3 separate regions of the Mus musculus genome follow, and all the other regions are linked to region 2. A link is a contact called in public ChIA-PET and HiChIP or PLAC-seq data. All regions are on one chromosome and are shown on one strand. The core of a region is the stretch at or near the end of the contact, and the rest is flanking DNA. Distances in the headings are between cores, read along the strand shown. Region 1 overlaps Rsu1 (Ras suppressor protein 1). Region 2 has its middle 20 kb from the start of Mindy3. Region 3 overlaps Rsu1 (Ras suppressor protein 1).

Region 1 (2,700 bases), core at 83-2,582, 790 kb before region 2:
CCCCTAGTCTTGAGTGGAATGTGCCTATACATATATACATATATATTAATTTTTAAGTAATAAAATTCTTGTGACCACTTTCGCTTTCTCTGTTACTCAGTCCAGTAGGACAGACTTGTCCTGGTGTGATTAATTAACTGTTGACAGAATTTTGATTTTCTATTCAGTCTGAACTGTCTTTTGTTTGATTTTTTTTCATAATTTTTATTTTCAGTATCCTTTCTCCTCACCTCTATGTTCCTTCTTCTCTTTATGTTACCACTTTCATCTCTGAAGTCATAGCTCCTATGCCGTCCGTCAGAAAGCTTAGATGAACTCCCCTTGTTTCTGTGAGGCCCTCTTCCCCTTCAAAATAAACCACGACCATGTGGTGTGTAAAACAGAAGGCTCCCCACAGCTCATCAGGCTGTGGGGGACAGCACCCCACATGTGGAGTTAACTGAGAATTAAGCAAGGCGAGAGATAGCATTCATCAAACTGTACCCTCTGTTAAGTGGAGGAATTACACTTAACGTGGTTAAATAATCAGAGTCAGAGGTTCTGATCTTCTGCACCCTGAGCCTCTGCACTGCCATCTCCCCTGGCTACTTCTTTAAGTGATTTATGTGTGCACTTTAACTGTTCCAGGCAAGGGAAACCCAGTGCTTAATGGACCGAACACTTCTGTGGCTCTGATCTTTGTTTCCGTTAGACCAGGCAGACTTGCCAAGGTTGGAGGGTGGTTTGTGTGTCTTGTTCTGTCTCTGGCCATCTTCGTCACCTCCCCTCTCTTCCCTGTTCACGGAATGACCCCTTTCCTCAGCCTCTAAGCACATGGTCTGATAGGCAGAGCACCCCATGCGGCCTCTCCGTGGTCATTCTCAGTTGTAAAGAAAGGCAGAAATGTGGGCAAACGGTGCTCTGAGCAAGTGCTGACGGTTGGACTTAATTAAGTGTTATCTGCCGCTTATTGTTCATAATCACACCTGAACATACATGTGTTCATATACTACATTATATTAACTATACTATTATAGTGTATTACATATAATAAAGCATACACATCAAAGAGGCTGAGCAGGTTGTTTACGCCCCAAGCTTGCTTCCTCTGTTGATGGAGGATGTGTGTCTTTTTAATTTTTGTCTCTTGTTTCTCTTCGTCTTTCTAAACTTTCGAGGTATTTTTTGAAGCAGGATGTCTGTCCTGATCTTCCGTTTCACTGGACGTCACTTCCTCTCCCCGGCTTCCAGAGCCGTTTCTCCTCCTTTGGATGTGATGGTCCCAACCAGCTCCCCAGGCAAAGCTAGCTGCTGATGTGTGACTGAGTTAGTGGGGAACCAAAACCACACCACGTGTGATTAGGAACATATTTCTTTTCTGCTAAGCTAATGCAGACTCTAGGTGCCAGTCAAATTGTGTCTGCTCAGAAGGGAGGCAGTTCACACCCGTCATATCTTTAGGAGTTGCGTGTGGTTGTGCATGCCCTTTTTGTAGCTCAGGGACGTACATTTTTGCCTGTTTGGCTTCATATTACAAACCCACTTTATTGCTTGTTTGTTACAATTTCCTTCTAATTTTTATATAACTGATTGTTCGCTTTGTAGTTGGTAAGAGGGTGACACCACAGTTGTGTGTCTGTGCAGTGGTTAACTCAGGATTTTTTTTTTTTTGTTTTGTTTTGTTTTTGTGGTTTTGTGGTTCATAAAACTATTTAAGCTGCAGAATCCTAAGGAGGCCCATGAAACATGTGTGCCCTTGGGCACTCATGCTCAGCAAATACTTGTTGATTAGCCACAGGTAGAATTACTTTAGTTACCTGTATGTCTAATAATATTTGGGGAGATGGTGGCCTTTATTAAGGTAGGGGCTTAGATAATTGGCGAATTTTTACTTTTACCTTGAGGGCCATCTAAAACCTGTTAAAAGAAAACTTGCTTCAGTGTTTCATAAACTTTATGTTTTTAAATAACCTATAACTACCGTAATTCACTGCTTTAATAGCTGCTTTGGAGAAAATCCCATAAAATCTGTGAAGCACAACATGATTAGTTCAAACTTCAAACTCGAACAGTAATATATAATCACTTCATTATTCACCGTGTGTTTTTGGCCAGAAAGCAAAGGTAATTAATCACCCTAAGTACAAATGACCTTTTTTATTTGCATATAAAATTTCCAGAATCATGTGAGAGTTAAGATCTCTTTTTTACATGGAGTCATTGAAATGGCACCTAAGGCTAGGTAGGATTCCTGGTTTGCTGTAGGAACAGCACATATGTAAGGAGTCTGGACACTGCATCTGGTCGGAATATGGGGCTGGTCTCTAGTTGTGTTGGGTAAGGATTGACGGCTGGCTCTGTGACTTGACTTTCACCAGCAATTCCACACAGACTCTGTAGTGTTGGCGTCATTCAGGCTGCAGAAAATGCTACCTGTCCGTCTTTTCTAGAATGGTTAGATCGCTCCTGTTATATATCCTGAGAAGCCTTGCTTATTTTCACGTATTATCCTGTTGTTGGTAGCATTTCTTTATCTTCCTTGTAGGAACGAGCTAACTTAGTACTCTTCACTACTCTTTACTCTTTCAAAGAAAGGCTGTAAAAGCCTAGAGTGTAACGAAATAACACCACATTTACATTCTTTATTGCAGCATCCAGAATACTTACGTTTACATTTTTATTGGTTATTGTGTGTTCATGGTATGTGTCTGTGTGTGTCTC
Region 2 (2,700 bases), core at 177-2,676:
TCGATTATTTTCCAGTGCAACTGAATTGTCATCTTGCAGATCCACAACCCCTTCTATGACCTTAAGCCATAGCAAGTGAAGCTCTTGCCTTTTATCTTTTATGTAAGTTACATGAACTTCAGTTATTAACTGTAACACATGTATATAATATCTATATCCACTTTTCTCAATTGATTTGTGTAAAAAATAAAAACAAGCAAACAAACAAACAAACAACAACAAAAGACCACACTTGCTGAAGCACAGCTTTCCTGTTTCACATAGGATGGCTAGCCATGAAGCTTTCAGGATCAGCCTGCCTCAGGTGCTCACTGCAGGGGTTACAGGCTCGTGCAGCCATGTCTGTCATTCTATATAGGTCCTGGGGTTTCTAACTCAGATCCCCATGCATTCAGATTGAGTAGCCTTACTCAGTGAGCCATCTCTCCAGCCCTGGATGGATGAGTGGATGAGAATACAGTCTATCACCCCAAACAAGTTGGATTAGAACCTGATATTCAGAGTACAGTGGCACATAAGAATGTTAACAAAAGACATCTGGAATTTTCTTTCACTCTCTTTATGTCCAGCAAAAGCGTATTTCTCATTCCTGATATGTCAATTCAATTAGAAAAAAAAATTCCAGATATGAAAGTCAAAGATATTCTGCTCCTGTATGTCACTGCAATGAAGACAGAGAAGTATTGTGGTACAGTTCATAGAGAGCAATACACAATCTTCAATGTCTCTGCCATAATAAAAATGACATTTGAACTATTCCTTCTATTGCTTCTTTCTCTAAATTCCTTCCCCCACTCTGCCAGGAAGTAAGCATGGCTAGTGGCAGTTGAAGTTCAATCTGCCCATACACATTGTGTAACAAGAGAGCACATGACTTGCAGAGACTTCTTAGTGGGTGTTCTAATGTTTCCTTTGAGTGTAACTTCTGAAAACTCAATTGTGAAACAAGAACTTTCAAAGAGCTCAGTAGCAAGAAAATTTGAAAATAAATCCTAACTTAGTAAAGTTAAAGAGAGTGACTTTAAGATTATCACACACTTTATTAGTAAAATGTGTCCAATGTGTTGATTACATTATGTAATTTATACCCCATAGCTCAGGTTTCTGATTCTCGATATATCTTATTCATCTGTTTTGTGACTGAATTTTCTATATGCTTACCTGTTCATCTAATGGATCCAAACTGCTTCTAAAATTAGTTTGGACCCTGTCTTGGTATTGCGACTGTTGACATTTCTGGGCTTGCTAAAGAAATACATTGTTTTCCATTGCTGTTTTTCAGATCACCCAAATCAACAACACAGGACTAATTAGTTTAGAAGATCTAATGGTTTCTGAAATCCCCAAGAATCATTACACGATACCTCAAGCAGTCTCTCTATGACTTGTGCCAGCTGCTTCTTAGTCTTCTGTGCTCACACTGTGGCTTTGAAAACCCTCCTTAAACAAACCTCGTTTCCTGTTTCTGTAGGGAGGGAGGATAGAGGTCTGAGCAGGATAGGGCTTCTGCACTTTTCTCTGTGCTCTCTTTATGGCCAGGAAGATGGGGTAAACAACCCCAAGCATGTATCTTGCAGCAACATGAAAGCCATCTCCACTGTGTTGTTCCTGGGAGCACTTGACTACAAAGAATTATCTGGCACAGCTAAGATCAATGTTACATTTTAAAAAAAATTTTATTAGGTATTTTCTTCATTTACATTTCCAATGCTATCCCAAAGGTCCCCCATACCCTCCCCCCCCACTCCCCTACCCACCCACTCCCACTTCTTGGCCCTGGTGTTCCCAGGCATATAAAGTTTGCAAGACCAATGGGCCTCTCTTTCCACTGATGGCCGACTAGGCCATCTTCTGATATATATGCAGCTAGAGACACAAGCTCCGGAGGGTACTGGTTAGCTCATAATGTTGTTCCACCTATAGGGTTGCAGATCCCCTTAGCTCCTTGGGTACTTTCTCTAGCTCCTCCATTGGGGCCCTGTGATCCATCCAATAGCTGACTGTGAACATCCACTTCTGTGTTTGCTAGGCCCCAGCATAGTCTCACAAGAGACAGCTATATCAGGGTCCTTTCAGCAAAATCTTGCTTGTGTATGCAATGGTGTCAGCGTTTGGGGACTGATTATGGGATGGATCCCTGGATGGCAGTTTCTAGATGGTCCATCCTTCTGTCTCAGCTCCAAACTTTGTCTCTGTAACTCCTTCCATGGGTGATTGTTTCCAATTCTAAGAAGGGGCAAGGTGTCCATACTTCGGTCTTCGTTCTTCTTGAGTTTCATGTGGCATTTGAATAAGAAGAAATGTAAGTATGAACTGGATAGATCTTTGTTTTCTCAGGATGGAAAAAAAAACCTAGAGGTCTTTTTATTTCTAGCACACAGCAATATTTTAAAAATCACAAGAGGAAAAAAATAAGATTTACTATAACCTAAAAATATTAAAGCAAATATCAGAATATTTAGCAGCCTACTAAAATCTTATTTTTGTTTGTTTTATTTGGAGGCTATTAATTTCTCTTTAGACAAAAGAACATTCACATGTCCTACAGTTTCTACAATTTTGTACTGGAAGGATACAATTATTTTATAATGTAATTTGAGCACATACATTTTCAAACTCCTAAATCAAATCTTGTTACAAAGCAAAGGCAGTAACCAGATACTCTTTAAGGATGAGGTGCTTACAGAGCCAACTGATGCT
Region 3 (2,700 bases), core at 174-2,673, 690 kb before region 2:
GGATAATGCAGTTGGATGACTTCTCTAGAACATGGGACTAACTAGCTATCCTGGCACACAGCATAGTCCACAGACTGCAACAAAACACTAGCTTAATCACAAGAAGCAACCACTGAACTACATGTGGTGTTGTTTAAGGAGCTAAGATGTGGCAGGTAGTGTTGGCTAATATAAAATACTTCCATACTCCTTTGGCTTGGTCTTCTAGTCACTATTGATTGATCTTCCACCTCTGGCTCTCTGCATAATCAAGAATCTGCACTTTGCTCCGCCCTCAGGGCAGAAAAACATCTCTGTATGAGTGGTATACCAGTAGTTGTACCAGCAGGAAGGAGGACACAGGAGGAATATATGCCTTGGAGTCTCTAGAATTTCCCTGGGGACCTCGTAAATGTCTAAGATTAAAATGAAGCCTTTCTTCCTTATAAAACAGTCATGTCTTAAAGGAGCTGCATTTGATGCTTCTGAGCTGTATATTTTAGTGGATTCTATAAAATTCCCAATAAAGGGAAGGTCACTGTTGAGACCATAAACAGTGTTCGTGGAGGTAAATTTAACCCTGGTGCCTGGGGCATATAAGAGTTGAACGAACTACTTTTCTTTGAATGCACCCCTTTTGCCTGTCACCCCTGGTAAAGGTCCCACTGCTACCCGATCGGTCTCTTGGAGGCAGTAACTAGGCTGTGCCTGGCTCTGGGGCTCACTTGTCCCTGAGTGGGAATCAGAAGAGCTGTGGGGTTCATCTGTTAAACAGCATGCGATTAGCAGCGTCCCTCTTGGCCACTGCCGCTTTGTATTCAAGGTTAAAGTGAAAAGATTGTCGTCACACCCATTTATCGGGTGTATACAGTGGATTCCTGTGTCTTCTGTATTTTGCTAGGCGACCATGTGGGCACCTAAGAAAGACCAGTGGTGACCTTTGCTTGCTGACGACACAGGTTGTTGTTCTGCACAGTGAATAGCTCTCCCCGTGACCTTTCTGGCTGTCGGTACATCCTCCCAGCCTACAGAGAGAGTCTCCTGTACCACACAATGGGGAGATAATAGTCCCGGGCTTGTTCCACAGAGTGGTTTTGAGGCTTAATTGAAGAATATTTTTGACCCATTATCAAGAGCATTAGGAGAAAATGTTCAAAGAGATTTGATGCAGCTCCTTCAATTGAAGAAAGTAGATACTCAAATAAGCAAATTATAACCTTAAGTAGTCATCCATCTTTATGTTCAGTCCCTTCATCTTTTCAGAATAAAGACTTCTCTCTTCACTCTGAGGGCAGGAGACGAGGGAGGTGGGCAGAACAATCCTCAGCACGACGAATGACCCCTCCCCCCTGGCGTGCGCAAACGTGCAGCACCCTTGTTTAGAAACGGAAGGCTTTGAATGGACTGTCCTGAATAAATTTATCACTGCACAGCTAACTCTGTCTGCCAGGCTGCCATGGCACATACAGATCTGGTTGGAAGCTATTTCCGGGAGTTAGGCACCGTGAAGCAGAGCAACGGTCTGAGGCATGAATGGGCTTCTCTAAACATTATTTCTGTCTCCTTTCTGTTTTTATACCAAGAAAACATGCTCCCATCCTTTCAGACGTCGAGAAGTTATTTCTTACTGAAGGATTGTGGAGGGTTGCCCCCCTCCAAGTATTATTACTACTGACTAATTCTCGCTCCGTCAGTTGTGGATTTGAGTCAAATTTAATCTCATCCTCAACTTCACAGAGTATTTAATGTCATCTTGAGCTTGATTCTTTGATGATGTTATCTTTTAATTTTTAAGATGGCAGGACAAAAATGAAGCCCAATTTTCTCTTTAATTAAAAACAAGTCTGTATGAATCAGCATATGAACGATCAGAGAGAATCTAACTGATTGAAGTCTGAAAGCTTCTTTGCTTTAAGCAGAAATGGAGCTTCGGCCATGTTCTCTTTTAAGGCTTCTTCGCCCTCCCTACATCCCAACGTGTCTACAAATGGGTTGCAAGCCACCAAAAATGCACTTATAAATCTAGGATTAAATTTTACCATGATTACGATATTTACAGGTTGCTTGAGCCCATCAGAAATTCACTTGGAAATTCACCAGTTTTCTCAGGGAGGCATGGTAGCCATAGATACTGTGAGCCCAGGGGTAAAGTGATGTCTGAGCTTCCATATCTGATCAGTATCTGAGGCAAAACAGAATGAATTTTGGCATAAACTATATGATTTCCAGAAAAGTTACATTGATTTCCAGAAAAGTTACATTGTATAAAGTCTTCCCTGGACAGATACTTTTAGCCACCTGGAAGAGGCTCCTACTGAAAAGGAAAGACACCATTTTGTGGGTGTCTGAAAGAAAAAGCAATCATAGAAATGGTAATTTATGGGACTCTGAGTCTCTAAAAGCCTATTTACTACTTGGATAGCTAGCTACAAGTCAGAGAATAGGATTTTATAAATATGGCACTGAACTCACAAGAGAGCAAAGGAGCTCCTCAAGGAGCCCTAAGACTTTGTAGGGCATGGAAAACCAGAGGTTGGGGCAATCTCAGGCCTGCTCCAGAAACAACTCAGCTGAGAAGCCTGGCACTGGAGGGTTAGTTGTGTAGGGAGCAGAGGGCAAGGCCCAGGGTCCAGCTGAAGGGCCAGTCTTGCAACAAATCACAGATCAAGGCATGCAAAGTGGACGTGTTCTTAATGTAGGACCTGTGAGAGCCAGTGAGCA

The links. ChIA-PET counts read pairs in DNA pulled down with a chosen protein or histone mark. HiChIP or PLAC-seq counts read pairs in DNA pulled down with a chosen protein or histone mark.
Region 1: a contact with region 2 is called in an RNA polymerase II ChIA-PET map of memory CD8 T cells, with 17 read pairs. The contact joins two enhancer-like sites. A contact is called at or near these places in 8 of 39 promoter capture datasets (the 3T3-L1 cell line, 3T3-L1-derived adipocytes, HPC-7-derived erythroid cells and 4 more), 2 of 15 datasets of contacts at CTCF or cohesin (the NIH/3T3 cell line and pro-B cells), 29 of 484 Hi-C or Micro-C datasets (the C2C12 cell line, CD4 T cells, CD8 T cells and 20 more), 10 of 115 datasets of contacts at active chromatin or transcription factors (CD8 T cells, T-cell acute lymphoblastic leukemia, acute myeloid leukemia and 5 more) and 1 of 9 other capture datasets (liver).
Region 3: a contact with region 2 is called in an H3K27ac HiChIP or PLAC-seq map of thymic regulatory T cells, with 6 times the contacts expected there. The contact joins two enhancer-like sites.

The regions. Positions count from the first base shown.
Region 1 is chr2:13,232,078-13,234,777 of GRCm38.p6, reverse strand. All of the region lies in intron 3 of Rsu1 (Ras suppressor protein 1), which reads left to right. Among named protein-coding and RNA genes, the nearest start is that of Rsu1, 38 kb to the left of the region's middle. Within about 2 kb of position 1,332, at least 31 of the 459 cell types and tissues checked have an H3K27ac peak or open chromatin away from gene starts, as enhancers often do. A contact at or near this core is called in CD8 T cells and memory CD8 T cells, where this site is marked.
Region 2 is chr2:12,438,472-12,441,171 of GRCm38.p6, reverse strand. No RefSeq gene overlaps it. Among named protein-coding and RNA genes, the nearest start is that of Mindy3, 20 kb to the right of the region's middle. Within about 2 kb of position 1,426, at least 55 of the 459 cell types and tissues checked have an H3K27ac peak or open chromatin away from gene starts, as enhancers often do. A contact at or near this core is called in CD8 T cells, memory CD8 T cells and thymic regulatory T cells, where this site is marked.
Region 3 is chr2:13,128,219-13,130,918 of GRCm38.p6, reverse strand. The region is part of intron 8 of Rsu1 (Ras suppressor protein 1); the gene reads left to right. Among named protein-coding and RNA genes, the nearest start is that of C1ql3, 120 kb to the right of the region's middle. Within about 2 kb of position 1,423, at least 31 of the 459 cell types and tissues checked have an H3K27ac peak or open chromatin away from gene starts, as enhancers often do. A contact at or near this core is called in thymic regulatory T cells, where this site is marked.